Linked DNA regions of Lactuca sativa: region 1 is linked to region 2. The links are chromatin contacts, called in public Hi-C maps. All regions are on one chromosome and are shown on one strand. The core of a region is the stretch at or near the end of the contact, and the rest is flanking DNA. Distances in the headings are between cores, read along the strand shown.

Evidence for each region. A called contact is a pair of places that touch in the nucleus more often than the background predicts.
Region 1: a Hi-C map of seed shows a contact between it and region 2, with 6 times the contacts expected there. The contact joins the promoter of LOC111878301 here to the promoter of LOC111877979 in region 2. A contact is called at or near these places in 3 of 4 Hi-C or Micro-C datasets (leaf and seed).

Annotation. Positions count from the first base shown.
Region 1 is chr5:249,812,553-249,819,368 of Lsat_Salinas_v11, reverse strand. It overlaps LOC111878301 (ankyrin repeat domain-containing protein 2B), which reads left to right and starts at 4,281. Exons shown (of 9, transcript XM_023874806.3): 1 at 4,281-4,463; 2 at 4,718-4,760; 3 at 5,701-5,834; 4 at 5,901-6,107; 5 at 6,189-6,337; 6 at 6,426-6,597; 7 at 6,674-6,766. The coding sequence starts at 4,455.
Region 2 is chr5:249,419,996-249,426,838 of Lsat_Salinas_v11, reverse strand. It overlaps LOC111877979 (phosphatidylinositol 4-phosphate 5-kinase 8), which reads right to left and starts at 4,711. Exons shown (of 8, transcript XM_042902808.2): 1 at 4,345-4,711; 2 at 2,499-3,576; 3 at 2,204-2,371; 4 at 1,950-2,115; 5 at 1,754-1,864; 6 at 1,500-1,687; 7 at 1,037-1,429; 8 at 501-954. The coding sequence starts at 3,538. The coding sequence ends at 675.

The sequences.
Region 1 (6,816 bases), core at 3,032-5,531, 390 kb before region 2:
ACAATTCTGGGGTGCCCGACCTACCCGGTACGACCATTCTGGGGTGCTGACTACCCATGTCAAGCCATTCTGGGGTGCTGACTACCCTTCGGTCCTCACGACCGAACCTCGGGGACTATTTCACCCCATACTACTACTACTAACACATATCATAACGTAACAGATTATCAGACATATCTGGGGTGTCTGAACTACCCTTCGGTCCTACTACTACTACTACTACCGAACTTGGAGACTGCTCCCCTCCTCCTACCTCTAACTCATATAACAGATCATGCTAGCATGTAAACATAACATCACATACTATCAGATGTATCTGGGGTGTCTGACTACCCTCCGATCCTAACAACCGAACTCTACTGATGAGTCATGGAACCCCATCCATGCTCCTACTGATAGTGAGATACGGGCCCAACCCACACTCACTCTTTCCCTCACTTGGGCCTCGCCCTTGTCTGCTGCTAATGAGATGTGGAACACCATCCACACTCTGCTATTGGTGAGATACGGGACCTCGCCCACACTCACCTCCGTACCAGGCACATACAAGTATCACACAGACAACAAGTATAAACTATCACATAAACCATTCCCTGGGCACCCGCCCGCTATCATTGGACCTCGTCCTGAATATCATACTAGCATACTGTGCCTAGGGCTAACCCCCGGGTCTTCTACTCATAACTACATGGTCCGACATTGTGGCCGTAGACCCATTCACACAAAAAAAAAGAAACTCACCTACACTGGCTGAACACGCTGATGATCCCGCTGGCTGCTGCCCGACAACTCTGTGAACTCCTGCTCCACTAGCTCCCCGAGCCATCAATATCAATGCAACACTTAGTCTAACTGACCCCCGAAAGACAACCAAGTTAACTCTGGTCAAGGTCAAAGTCCTGGTCAAAGTCAACCTCCCAGGTCAACCCTACTCGCTGAGTCATCCTACTGACTCACCGAGTTCATAAGTTCAGAGCTTTCCATTCGCGACTCGACTCGCCAAGTCAATCCATGACTCGCCGAGTCTACCGATTTCCGAGTCCTGACCTGTCCAACTCACCGATTCTCCATTCGACTCACTGATTCGAGTCTCAACTCGAAGGGTTTGGGGTTTCGCGACTTAACTCGCCGAGTCTAAGAACAGACTCGCCGAGTCCAAGACAACCTTCAACAGACTCGCCGATTTGTTCTTCAAACTCGCCGAGTTCCTGCCTAACTTCATCCGACTCGACGAGTTGTTCATCCCACTCGTCGAGTTCCTCCTAATCTTCATGCTACTCGCCGAGTCCACTCAAAGGACTCGCCGAGTTCATTCAGATCTACATACATGCAGAGGACTTTTGAGTCATGCATGGACTCCAAACCATAGATCCATACTTCCAGAGCTCAATCCCCACGTAAAGTTGCAAACTTTACGTATAACTAAAGAGATCTAGGCTCAAAACACACTAGGGTTTGGTTTAAGGACAAAAAGGGCTTCACCACTACTCATCTTCTGATGCTTTATGACATATTGGACCATCCCAACACTAGATCTGAAGTGGCAACAACACATCTAAGCCCCTAAACTCGAATTGGGTCTCAATCAACCATAAAACCCCCAAATCTCATAACAAAATTGATCTAGATGCAAAGGAGGGAAAATGGCAGCTTATTACCTCCAAGATGGACACAAACTGAAGTAGATCTCGGATCTACACCTCTCCTTTGAAGCAACCTTCTTGATCTTCAAGTTCCTTTCCAAAATTTCCTTCCTCCAAAGCTATTTCTCTCAAATGATGGAAGCTCACACGAAATCTAGGGTTTACAGGTTCTCTAGGATGATATGGAGGCTGAGGGAGGGACATAACACCCTTTATATAGGATACAACTCCCAGAATTAGGGTTTTACTCGTTCAGACCAGACTCGCCGAGTCGGTCACTTACTCCTCGACCCGGATCCCGCTCGGACTCGCCGAGTTCCTCCTTAGACTTGCCGAGTCATCCCTTAAACTTAGGGTTTCCTTTCCTTTCTTGGCCTTTCTGACTTTGGGTGTTACATTATTTTTATTTTTTATCCTAAAAAAATATTTTTTTGTAAATACATGTTGCAAATCAGTATATACAATGCTACTGACCTTATATATTTTTCTACCAACAAATGTAACGGTACCTATATTTTATCAATACAATTGTTAAATTCAATTAAAAAATAGATTGGACCTATCGCAACGCATGATTGACAAAAAACTATATATAAATTATAACTTACAACGCCCTCTCACAAAATCTTACAAAATCTATGTGGATAAATGTGTTGCTTAAAATGCACAATATACAACTTTTATAGTTATGACCCTATATTTTTATGGATTATTCAAAACCATCGAACTTACAAAAATAGTCTTTAAACTCTTCTCAATTTTATTTATAATGCGCATTATACTACTTTTTTTTTTACCGTTATGGCCCATATATTCTTATGGATTATTTAAAAACATCAAACTTACAAAAATAATCACTAAACTCTTTTCAACTTTCATAAATCACCCAACCCTAATTTCTTTTAAACATTTAATGTTTTTTGAAATTGTAATATACACAAAAAAAACACACATAAAAACTCGCGACAAAGCGCGGACTAAAATACTAGTGTGTATATATATATATATATATATATATATATATATATATATATATATATATATATATATATATATATATATATATATATATATATATATATATATATATATATAACCTTAGTTTTGTGTGGATGGATCAATGCCTACTCTTGCCTTATATTGGCTATGCCTCTATAATATTACTTAAATCTTATGTCTTTAGTTTATGTATTTATTAGTTTTTTTTTTGTTGATTTTAAGATTATAGTTGCATTTTAGATTTTAAACACATAAACATAATATTCTATTCCGAAACAATGGTAAGTTTGGATATGTTTTTTTATGAAGAATTCATTTATATGGATATATGGATTAGATTACTCAATTTCCCATATTTAAAACTAAATGACATCATGACTTCAAAAGTTTTTTTTTTTTATTAAAAACTTTGATATGTAAAATTCATAAAATGTTTTCCACGTGTATGTTTGATTATTATTTTGTTTGTAGAATACCAATCTATGTGAGTGTAGATGATTGTGTAAAAACGTTATTGACTTAATTGTGTGACTTTCATGCTTGTAGTTTTGTGTTACCTTAAAATGTGTGCCAATCATAAGAAGGAAAGTTTATTGTCAAAATTTTGTTTATTTTGTTCCCTTTTCTGAACTTCAAAAATTATATGATATTTTCATGCCCTTGAGACTGTTTTCATGCCTAAAAATGATGATTAATATTTAATACACTTTGTGAACAATGTGATTTTAGAAGACATTAGTTTATTTTTGTTTGAGATACCCGTCAGCATGTGTTTATGTGGTAAATCAAGCATTCAAATGTAACAATTATGAACAACATGCAAAATAAAACAAACAAACCTAAACAGTTGCCTACCATTAGATCTACCAATGGACCATTATAGCATAATATACTATGAAACAATTACATGAGGTGTTAATTTGGATGTTGTAGTTTTGAATATCCATGAAATGGTAGTAGTTGTTAAATTTTGAAATTGAATGTTCTTTACCTTAGTAGAATAAGGAACACAAGAGTTCAAGACCTATGTTGATGCTAAAGTGGATGCTAGGAATGGTGGTCACTTTTTTATTGGCCTTTCTGGTCGTTTTGAGTTATCTGTTGTTCATTTTAATTGTCCTTTTTTATAATGTAGGAATTGTGAACATGTGTTAACATGTTAGTATTATATGACGATATCAAATTATCAATCACATGTTAGTGATTTAACACATTCCTTTATAGTCCAAATATGGTTCGGGTAAACATGTTATGGATTTTAGTATTTCTAATAAAATGTGATTCCAAATGCACTTCCTAATAAGTATAAAACATGCTGCGCATTTTAATGTTTTAAGGCATTCCTTTACTATCCAAATGAGTATTATATTGTCATTTTGATTGCCCTTTACATGCCAATTTCTCATTCATGTTAGATAAACATTACAATGACCTTCGAAATCTTAAACTTCTTAAACTCAATTAACTTATTATTCCTAATTATAAATCCCTAAATTATTTGGCCCAAGTCACTGAAACTCTTAGGCCCATTAAAAGCAAACATATTGGGCCTAATGGGTCTATTCTTGAAGCCCGTTTCTAATAAAAAAAAATTAAAGGAGGATTGGGAATCCAATATCCATGTGAAGTTCTTTTCGTCAGGCTGGAGGATTGAGGTGGCCCACGTCTTCATCCCTCTACTTCGTCGTCTCCTAATCTTCTTCCCTGAGTTTTATCAAAAACCTCGCTTCGCTACCCCCTTCACTCATTCTAGATTTCTCGATCTACAAATACAATTATTAATTTGGTATTCTTTACATCACTTCGATCGTTATGTCTCAGGTAAAACTTGTTAATTCAACCTCCGATTATTTCATTATTTAGTTTTTGGAATACGATTGTGACCGCTTTATCGTAATTCTCCCAGTTTGATTCACTTTGATTTCTCCAAGTTTTTTGTTAATTATAGTAATCACGGTTGCTAGATTGATCATTTGATTCTTAAATCTTGATCTGTGGATACTGCTATACTGTTAGCTGAGTTTAATCTGAGCATAGTTTTGCTGATGATTTGGGTTTGGCTGTGTTTTTGCTAGGTGAATGAGAAAGATGCCGCGGTCAAGCCTACCACCGTAAAAGGTACGTGTTTTATTATGCTATGTTGATGTGGTTTTATGTGTTTAACAGTTACTTAATGGTGAAGATGATCCAGATTGACACTTGTCATTGTTTAGAGAGGTCTGATTGATGAGAATCGTAGGCTGTTCAATCGATTTATATTTTTTTACATTGATTAGGAGTTATCCTTGATACTTTGAGTGTAAAGAGGGGAAGGATGAAAGAGGCAAATTATCCTTTCTAATCATCACTTTACCAGAGTTCCAGGAATTTGACAAAAGATTTCAAAAAGTATCATATAGCATATTCCCCCTTCCCCAAACAAAAATCTTCATCACCACACCTTCTCAGCATACAATTGAGACATTAGTTTCCACTTATCAGCTTAAAGTTCCTTTACAATCAATTAGAACATTCTTTATCTATTGGATTTGATACAAAACTTAATTAATTTTGTACTGTGATCGAGGTTTCACTGGTTTATACACTTCTTAAAGTACATGTTTTTATAATATTTATTGTATATATGTTTCTTCTTGGACTACAATACCTTAAATCTTTCACACATCTGTTAAGGCTTTGAGTTTCATGCCTTCACAACATTTCTCGTTCTTGTTGGACTCATATTTTGTTTAATGGTGGGCTTTATGCTTCAGGTTGTTTATTGTTTGTTCTTGTACTTTTTTTCATCCGATACTTAATCTAGTTGAGATGCATGTTTTTTAGTTTAAAGGTATACTTTTTGTTTCATAATACACTTGGAACTATAGATGTACACATTCATCTTCTTTTTGTGTTTGTGTTTGGTGTTACCATTCATCTGCTTTTATAGCCCATTACTATTTCTATTCAAAGGTGCACCTTTGTCTGCTTTTTTGGCCTATTGATAGGTGATATGGTTGTGCTTAGATATACTATTTATCTATTTAGAGTTTCTTATATACCTGTTTCTCCCATGCAGAAGAGAAGAAGACATTGTCTGAATCAAGCACCTCAGATGCACAATCTGGAAGCATACCTACTATGCCCACCATGCCTGGAGCTGGATTCCCTGCAAATCCTTTTGACTTTTCATCTATGGCTGGTCTACTTAATGTATTGTCTTTCTTTCATGCTCATACATAATCACTATACATCATCCTGATTATCCACCAATTATAGGACCCTAGCATTAAGGAATTAGCTGAACAGATAGCAAAAGATCCATCATTCAACCAGATGGCAGAGCAACTTCAGCAGACTTTTCATGCTCCTGATGAAGGTGTCCCCCAATTTGACACCCAACAGTATTATTCCACCATGCAGCAGGTTATGCAAAACCCACAGTTCATGACCATGGCTGAGCGCCTTGGTAATGCCATGATGCAGGTAAAAACATATTTCATGATGATTAATTTTTATCATGTAATAAATATAAATAAATAGTAATATGATGGTATGATTTTGCAGGATCCATCAATGTCTCAGATGCTTGAGAGTCTATCTAATCCAGCTCAAAAGGATCAGCTTGAAGAACGGATGGCAAGAATCAAAGAAGATCCTTCCTTGAAACCCATTTTAGAAGAGATTGAATCCGGTGGCCCAACTGCAATGATGAGGTTTACATATCTGTTTGATCTTTTGCAATTTACATATACAATTACTTATACATTTTTTTTAATAAAAAAATTGTTGATTGCTGTGTAGGTATTGGAATGATCAAGATGTTCTAAAGAAACTGGGTGAAGCAATGGGTCTAGCAGTGACTGAAGATGCTACTACTGCTGGGAATCCAGTTGCAGGAGCAGATGAAGCTGAAGAAGATGCAAATGAGGATGAATCCATTGTTCATCAAACTGCTAGTGTTGGTGATGTTGAGGTACTACTTCACCTCTATTCTTATTATATGAATTTATATTAATTGTTTTATTGTATTGTATTGTATGAATAACTAGGGTTTGAAGAAGGCACTAGAGTCTGGTGCTGATAAAGATGAAGAAGATTCAGAGGGAAGGACAGCCTTACATTTTGCCTGTGGATACGGGGAGGTAATTTTCAACACATAATGGTTTTATCTATAAAAAAATAAGCCAATTTT
Region 2 (6,843 bases), core at 3,462-5,961:
GTACATTGTCCTACTTTTATAAGTAGTATTGATACTAAAAAAATATTTGTGTAGTATTAATTGAAGCAAAATATTTCTATAAAAAGCCTTGCGTGTGCATCCATCACATACTTCTCCATCTAATATCATAAATGATAACTCAACACAACACAAGAGTTTTTATTCTTCTGTTTGAAATCTGTTGTAAGTAGATACATAAATGCTTAAAACCTTCCTTAACTTTTAATCACACGTTTTTAATGAAAATAAACTGTCAAAATATTAAATGGTTGCATGATTAACGATCTCTTCCAAGTATTTGATGTGTTGCAGTTTTTAATTATGAAACAATGATGACACCTCAATTTTCAAAGGTAAAATAATGGAGGTAGCTGTCCAGAAGATGATTGATCACCTTTACAGAAAAGGAAGACCATAAATACCTTTTACTGGCAACAAGACTTTATAAAGTTATTGCATCACCCTACCCTATAAAGCTACTATTTTTTTTCCGCGTAGCATTGAAACAAGATAGGCTTGAATTAGTTTATTACATAATAATAAAAGTTGCAAAAAATAAGAGAGAGCATGATATGATTATGATACATAAAAGTTACAAGAAAAAGGATAATATTAATTAAAAGGAAAAACTATATACTTGGGTATAGGTATAATAAAAAAATCTTAATGGAGTTTCAGGGATCAACAGGAAAAACCTTGTGAAGAAAATCGATGAAACGCTTGGAGTAAAATTTAGGATCGGCAACAGATATTGAAATGGGATCATATCGAACGGATTTACAGGCTTGCTCTATTTTCTTTCTCATGTTATAATCTTGTAGAATATCAATTATTCCAAGATAAAGAACAACATCATAAACCTCAAAAAGTTCCACCTCTGTTGAACCAGAAACCTCTTGTGAAACTTTCCGGTTTGCCTGAGCTGGCATGTTTACCCCTAATTGCACTCGTAATCTGAATATATAATAAACAATTAATTATTAATTTTAAACAAACAAAGAAAAAACAAATCCCATTGTAAATATTAATTAAATACCTTCCAGTTCCTGGAAGAAGGAGATCGACTTCCTTGTCTCCTACAGAAAACGCTCTTAAGGTGTTTCCTCTTATGTGAGGACCTGGTGCAGTGTTCACTGAACTGGGTTCATGTGTCACTAGGAGAAGACCCGTTGGAGGGATTGACAGCTCACCCGATTTTGAACCTAAATTAAAAATCATTTCTAAATTTTCAATTTTAATCAAAATAAAAGACAATTGACATTGAAATTTACCATCGTCAAATTCAAGAGATGAAGAAGACCCATGCTCTGCATCTGGCGCTTCCAACAGAGCCTTCAAATGCTCAGGAGCTCTAAAATGCAATCCAAGTAGAAGACTATAATCAATAATCTGCTGAGATTCTAAAAACGAACAGTCTAGCTGGATTTGCCTGCAAAATAACATACTTGTTTAAAATCATAGTTAATTTCAACATATTATAATAATATAAATAGACTTACTCGAAAAGGGCCTCACGCAATGTCCTGTCCATATGAAATTCATATGCAAGATCAAGGTCTTTTAATGTGGTGCCCTCGTCTATATGATCTTTATTTGTAAATCTTCCTTGATATGAACCCTTCAGATCATACCTCCTGTGTATCCGTAATTCTGTTTTAAACATGTTTCCCATCACTATGAATCGCACCTATAAAATTAAATTCAAATTCGTTAATCACAAAATTACACATGAATCGGAAAAACAAAAATATACCTTCTTGCCACCTCTTAGTGTTATCTCATGGAGTCCAAAAAACTTGGTGATCAAAGTGTTGTCATACTTTTTAACATGATCATAATAGCTAGGAAGCATCTTCAACAGAACCTACACAAATAATATCATATTCAATTCTCTGCAACTTTAACGCAATAATTAAGATTATAGTTTTAATAATAAAATTATATAAAACCTTCAGCTCAGATCTTCTTAGAGTCTTGATTACAAATCTGTCATCATGAGAGAGATAAAATAAGCTGCCACTTTTCCCTGGAGAAGAAAGCTCTCTCAATCCATCATCCCCACAGATTGACATCATATACTCTGCAGCGTCTAACTTAAACATCTCTCTCAAATTCCTGAAGAGAAACAACCATCACAATCTACTACAAAATTACAAATCTACCCTTTACATTTTTTTATCTATTTTTGCATACAAACAGATACCTGAAGACCATGGGACAGTAGTCTTTCCAATGGAAGTCAACAGAATAATGTGGAGGTGTAAACTGTGAGCCTTTTCTTGGGAAATACATCCTTATTCTAGCACGTTCCCCAAAGTCTGAAGACCTCACTTCACGCATAGGAACTGGTGTAATCTTGCCAACTGTGTACCTGTGAACTTCAAATGATACAACACATGAGTTGTGTTGTGGTAATAATAATAATTAGTAAAATAAAAAAACACATTCTTGAAAGAAAAAAAAGGAAAAGTTGAGATGTTCAAGTATGATTTATTTACCTGATACCTAGTTGAAGATTAAGCATCAAACAGTAGCTTTTATGACCTTCAAAAATATCCACACATGATTTCTGTTTCGATTCGTTTGTGATACGTTTACTTTGCTTGCTTTTGGACGATAACGCCCCTGAATGATTCTTAACACGTTCTTTCATTAAAACACCTTGCATGTACTCTCTTTCCCATGCCACAGTACTATCATCATCTACTTCACTTCCACCTTCATCTGAGATATGAGAAAACATTTCTGTTCTCTCAGAAGCAGAAAACTCTCTAGTGGAATCCCCAAGGGCATAATCGTCATCTGGCGGGATTCTCCTGCTTGTTATACGACCTGACTCTCTAAAAAAACCACTAAAAGTAATTTTTTCAGAATAAGTTCGAGTAACATTACGTTCTGGATCCCTGAATCTTTGAGAATGAGCTGTCTTTCTAAAAGATGAGCATTTACTTCCTGCAGGATAAAATGTGCCTTGACCATCTTTAAGCCCTTTTGTCCATGTCCCAAAATAGTAACTACCATCTGAAAACCTATAAACACCTGACCCATGTCTATACCCATTTAACCAAGATCCATCAAAAAGGTCACCATTTACCCATTTCATTACCCCTCTACCAAACATTTTACCTGATTTCCAGTTCCCTATATACGTGTTTCCATTCCCCCAAGCGTACTTTCCACTTCCTTCATGAGCTCCATCTTTCCAACAACCATCATAAACATCGGAATTACTATACTCTTTTCTTCCAACACCATTTTGAATGTTCAATCTCCATGACCCTTTGTATACAGATCCATCAGGAGTTTTTAAAGTGCCAAAACCATGGAGATATCCACCAGAAAAATCACCCTCATAACTTGTTCCGGATGACCATGAGATTCGACCTCTACCACACATCTTTCCATCTTCCCAATAACCATCATAAACTGTGCCATCTGACCATGTGTAGCTACCCATGCCATGGGGGAGTTTACCCTTGACATTACCAAAGTAAACATCTCCATGTAACTTTATCTCCTGACTCATCCTGAAAACCATCAGGGGTACACACCAGTCATGGTTAAAACATGTCAAGCCTATATCATATGGTTAGAAGATTTCCAGGTTAATATCAGGTCGTGAGAGGGTTATAATAATGAAGATATATAGAAATATAAAAGTAAGATATGGTTTGATTCAGATCTACAGAGCTCAACTTACAACAGGGGAGATAGTGTTTGAATAGTAAAAGCAGACATTGTAAGAATCGACTGACCATAAGAAGCAGTGTTTGAACTTCGAATGAAACAAATAGATATTGTATTATATCGTGGAGTAATTAACTACTAGATACAAAAAGAATATATAATTGAAAAAATCTGAGTGATCTCTATCCATTCGTGTTTAAAATATTATTCTACATAGCTAGGGAAATCAAACCACTTTCCATTTATATGCATTGAACATTGTGATTGCTATTGAATATATCTAAGCAGTTGACTTTGACCGTAAGATGGCCTCCAATACTACCTGAAGACTTCAAGCCAGGTAGTTCAATTAACATCGGATTCCAAATAAAAAACTATACTCAGTTTACATTCATCCTCAAGAACCCAATCCAAATCAACAGAAATCTGTAGCAAATAATGATCTAAAAATCCAGGTGCGAAATTATAACATCCTAATTAATCTCCGATGACGTTACTCAAAATTATTCCGCTTAAACCGTCAATCATGTGTGCGTTTTACAGATTTTTGACTAACGAATCAACAAAACGTTTACGAACAAGAACAAATAAAATCCAATTGATGTAAAACTCAATGGAGATTCAAATTCACAAAGAAAAATGCACCGAAGAACTCACCTGCTGAACTGAATCGAATTGAATCAAATCCCAGATAGGTTTTGCATCAACCCTAAAAAAATCGGAAACAAACAGCAAGATCCAGTGGTGAAGCAAGAAAGGATCTTCGAATTGAAGTTTTAAAGTCGCGAATCAGAGACCATATAGAGAAGTTTTGGGTGTGGAGGAGGTGAAAAGCCGGAGTCCCATATCAGCGAATTTCAGGTAAGAAAGGGGGGAAGGGAATAGTGTGTGTTTTTTTTGGGGGAATCACATCATTTGAATACGTGGCAAGCATGCAAAAGGTAGTCAAAAGGTTGATGAACGTTGGATGAGAAATGATCGGGTGGAGAACGGAGATATGACGCTTCCTGCTGTTTTGTCGTTGGTCTGACTGAATGCCGACGCAAAGCATAAGATGAGTTGTTTTTAGATTCAGTAATTTAGTTTTTTATAACAAACAAATCGCATCTTTAATATAATATTTAAAAACAAATCAAATATAGTACGATTTTATTTTCTTTGTTTGTTTCCTAATCTCTATTAATACTATAATTTAAGTTTGATTAATTTTAAATTAGAAATTAAATAATTTAATTATTTAGAAAGTCAGGCAAACATCACCCATGAGAAGTCAATTATTGCTTCATAATAAAATTACCACCAATTTTTTAATCAGGTGGTATTATATATATTGAATAAAGACATGTTTGAAATATTGAAAAATTGAATAAAAAAATAGTTTATATGTAAAATCTTAAAAACAATGTTTTTAGGAAAAAGAAAGAATAAATTATTTTATTAACATTCTAGCCCATGCTTTTAGCTATTCGATTCCATGATGATCAAAAGGCTATGGGAAAAATTCTGGCCTATAAGTATATTTTTTATGATCGAAATTCGGTTCAATTAACTATCCACATACTTTAACTATCGACTATGACATAAAAAATCAAAATATTATTTTTAAATCATTCATTTGATGTATTTCAACTTAGGAATAACCGAATAATATAACTTTATTGAAGGTTAAAAGAGAAGGAATAACTACTTATTATATAAATAAATGCATAAAAAATTAATGTTATTTAAAAATGCTTAATAAAATTTAAACGTGTTCGGTGGATTTACATTTTTCAAAAGTACTTGTAGTCTACATATTATTGGAATTGTTATTGTACTTATAGTATTTACAATATAACAATTCTTTTTAGAAAGCACAAGCATATGAAAGCAATAGACAAGAAAAACTTTGGTGACAATGGTACATACGAGGTCTGTGTCCTAGGAAATAGGAATCATCATCCCATTGTTCATTAGAAAATATAGAATGTTACCTAACGATAGACTTGCATTCAAAATGAAAACTATCGGACTATCGGCTAAGTTCTCAATTGATTTTAGCATTTACATTTATCGTATTGTTTAGATTGGGATAATTTTTATATTATTTTGATATAATTTTCTTATTTTAGTAATAGAGCTATAAAATATTCCAAAATATACTTTATATATACATATTATCTTTTAGTATAGAGTTATAAACGAATTCCAAAATGTATTCTATAAATACATTTATGCTTAATGAGAATGCATTGGTAATTCTTCCATTTTTTATTTTGCTCGGATTAAGATAGGGACTTGTAAGTTCTTATTCAATCGTTTTTGTGGGTAAGTAATAGAAGCAAAAGAAAAAAAACTTAGGCGGGTTGGGTTTCTTTCCAACCTATGTTAGCTATTTCATGTGTTGTTTATTGTGTGTTTTTTTGAACTTTTTATTGGAATTTGTTCCCTCTGGCTCTTTGCTAAAGTTTTCTAATAAAGTTTGTTGTAGGAAAAAAATGCATTCTTTTGAGTTAGAATTATACATCTATCAATGCCATGTTTGTCTATGGTTGATGACTTCCTTTGAATACGAAAAATCAATGATTGTTGTGTCTCAGACTATTTTAAACAGATGCATCAATTACAAAACATGTTGTGTAACTATAATTCATTATTTCATTTGTATGTAACTTATAATTATCTTTCCTCAATAAGGATATAGAGAGATTTAGTTTTCCAAAATGAATTTTATTAACATAAATGATTCAATATATAATTACAAAGAATAAAATATAAAAGGAATACAAATTAATACACAATAATATCCTATGATAGAGGCTTGACTATATTGAATAAATATAGTCGATTACCCCCCCCCCTAAGCGAAATTGGTGGCAGACAAACTCCTAAGTGTTCCCAAAAGGATTCAAGTAACGGTCTTGGAAGCGGTTTTGTAAAAATGTCAGCCACTTGAAGCTTGGTAGGAACAAACTTTGTGTGAAGTTTTCCGGTAGATACAAGCTCTCGTATGGAGTAATAATCAATGTCAATGTGTTTAGCTCAGTGATGTGCAACAGGATTCTAACTGAGAAATATAGCATTCAAATTGTCACATAAAATGGTTGGACGGTCCGAAGGTAAGGCATTGAGATCTCGTAGAAGATGTGTGATCCGAATAAGCCCAGCAGCAGTGTT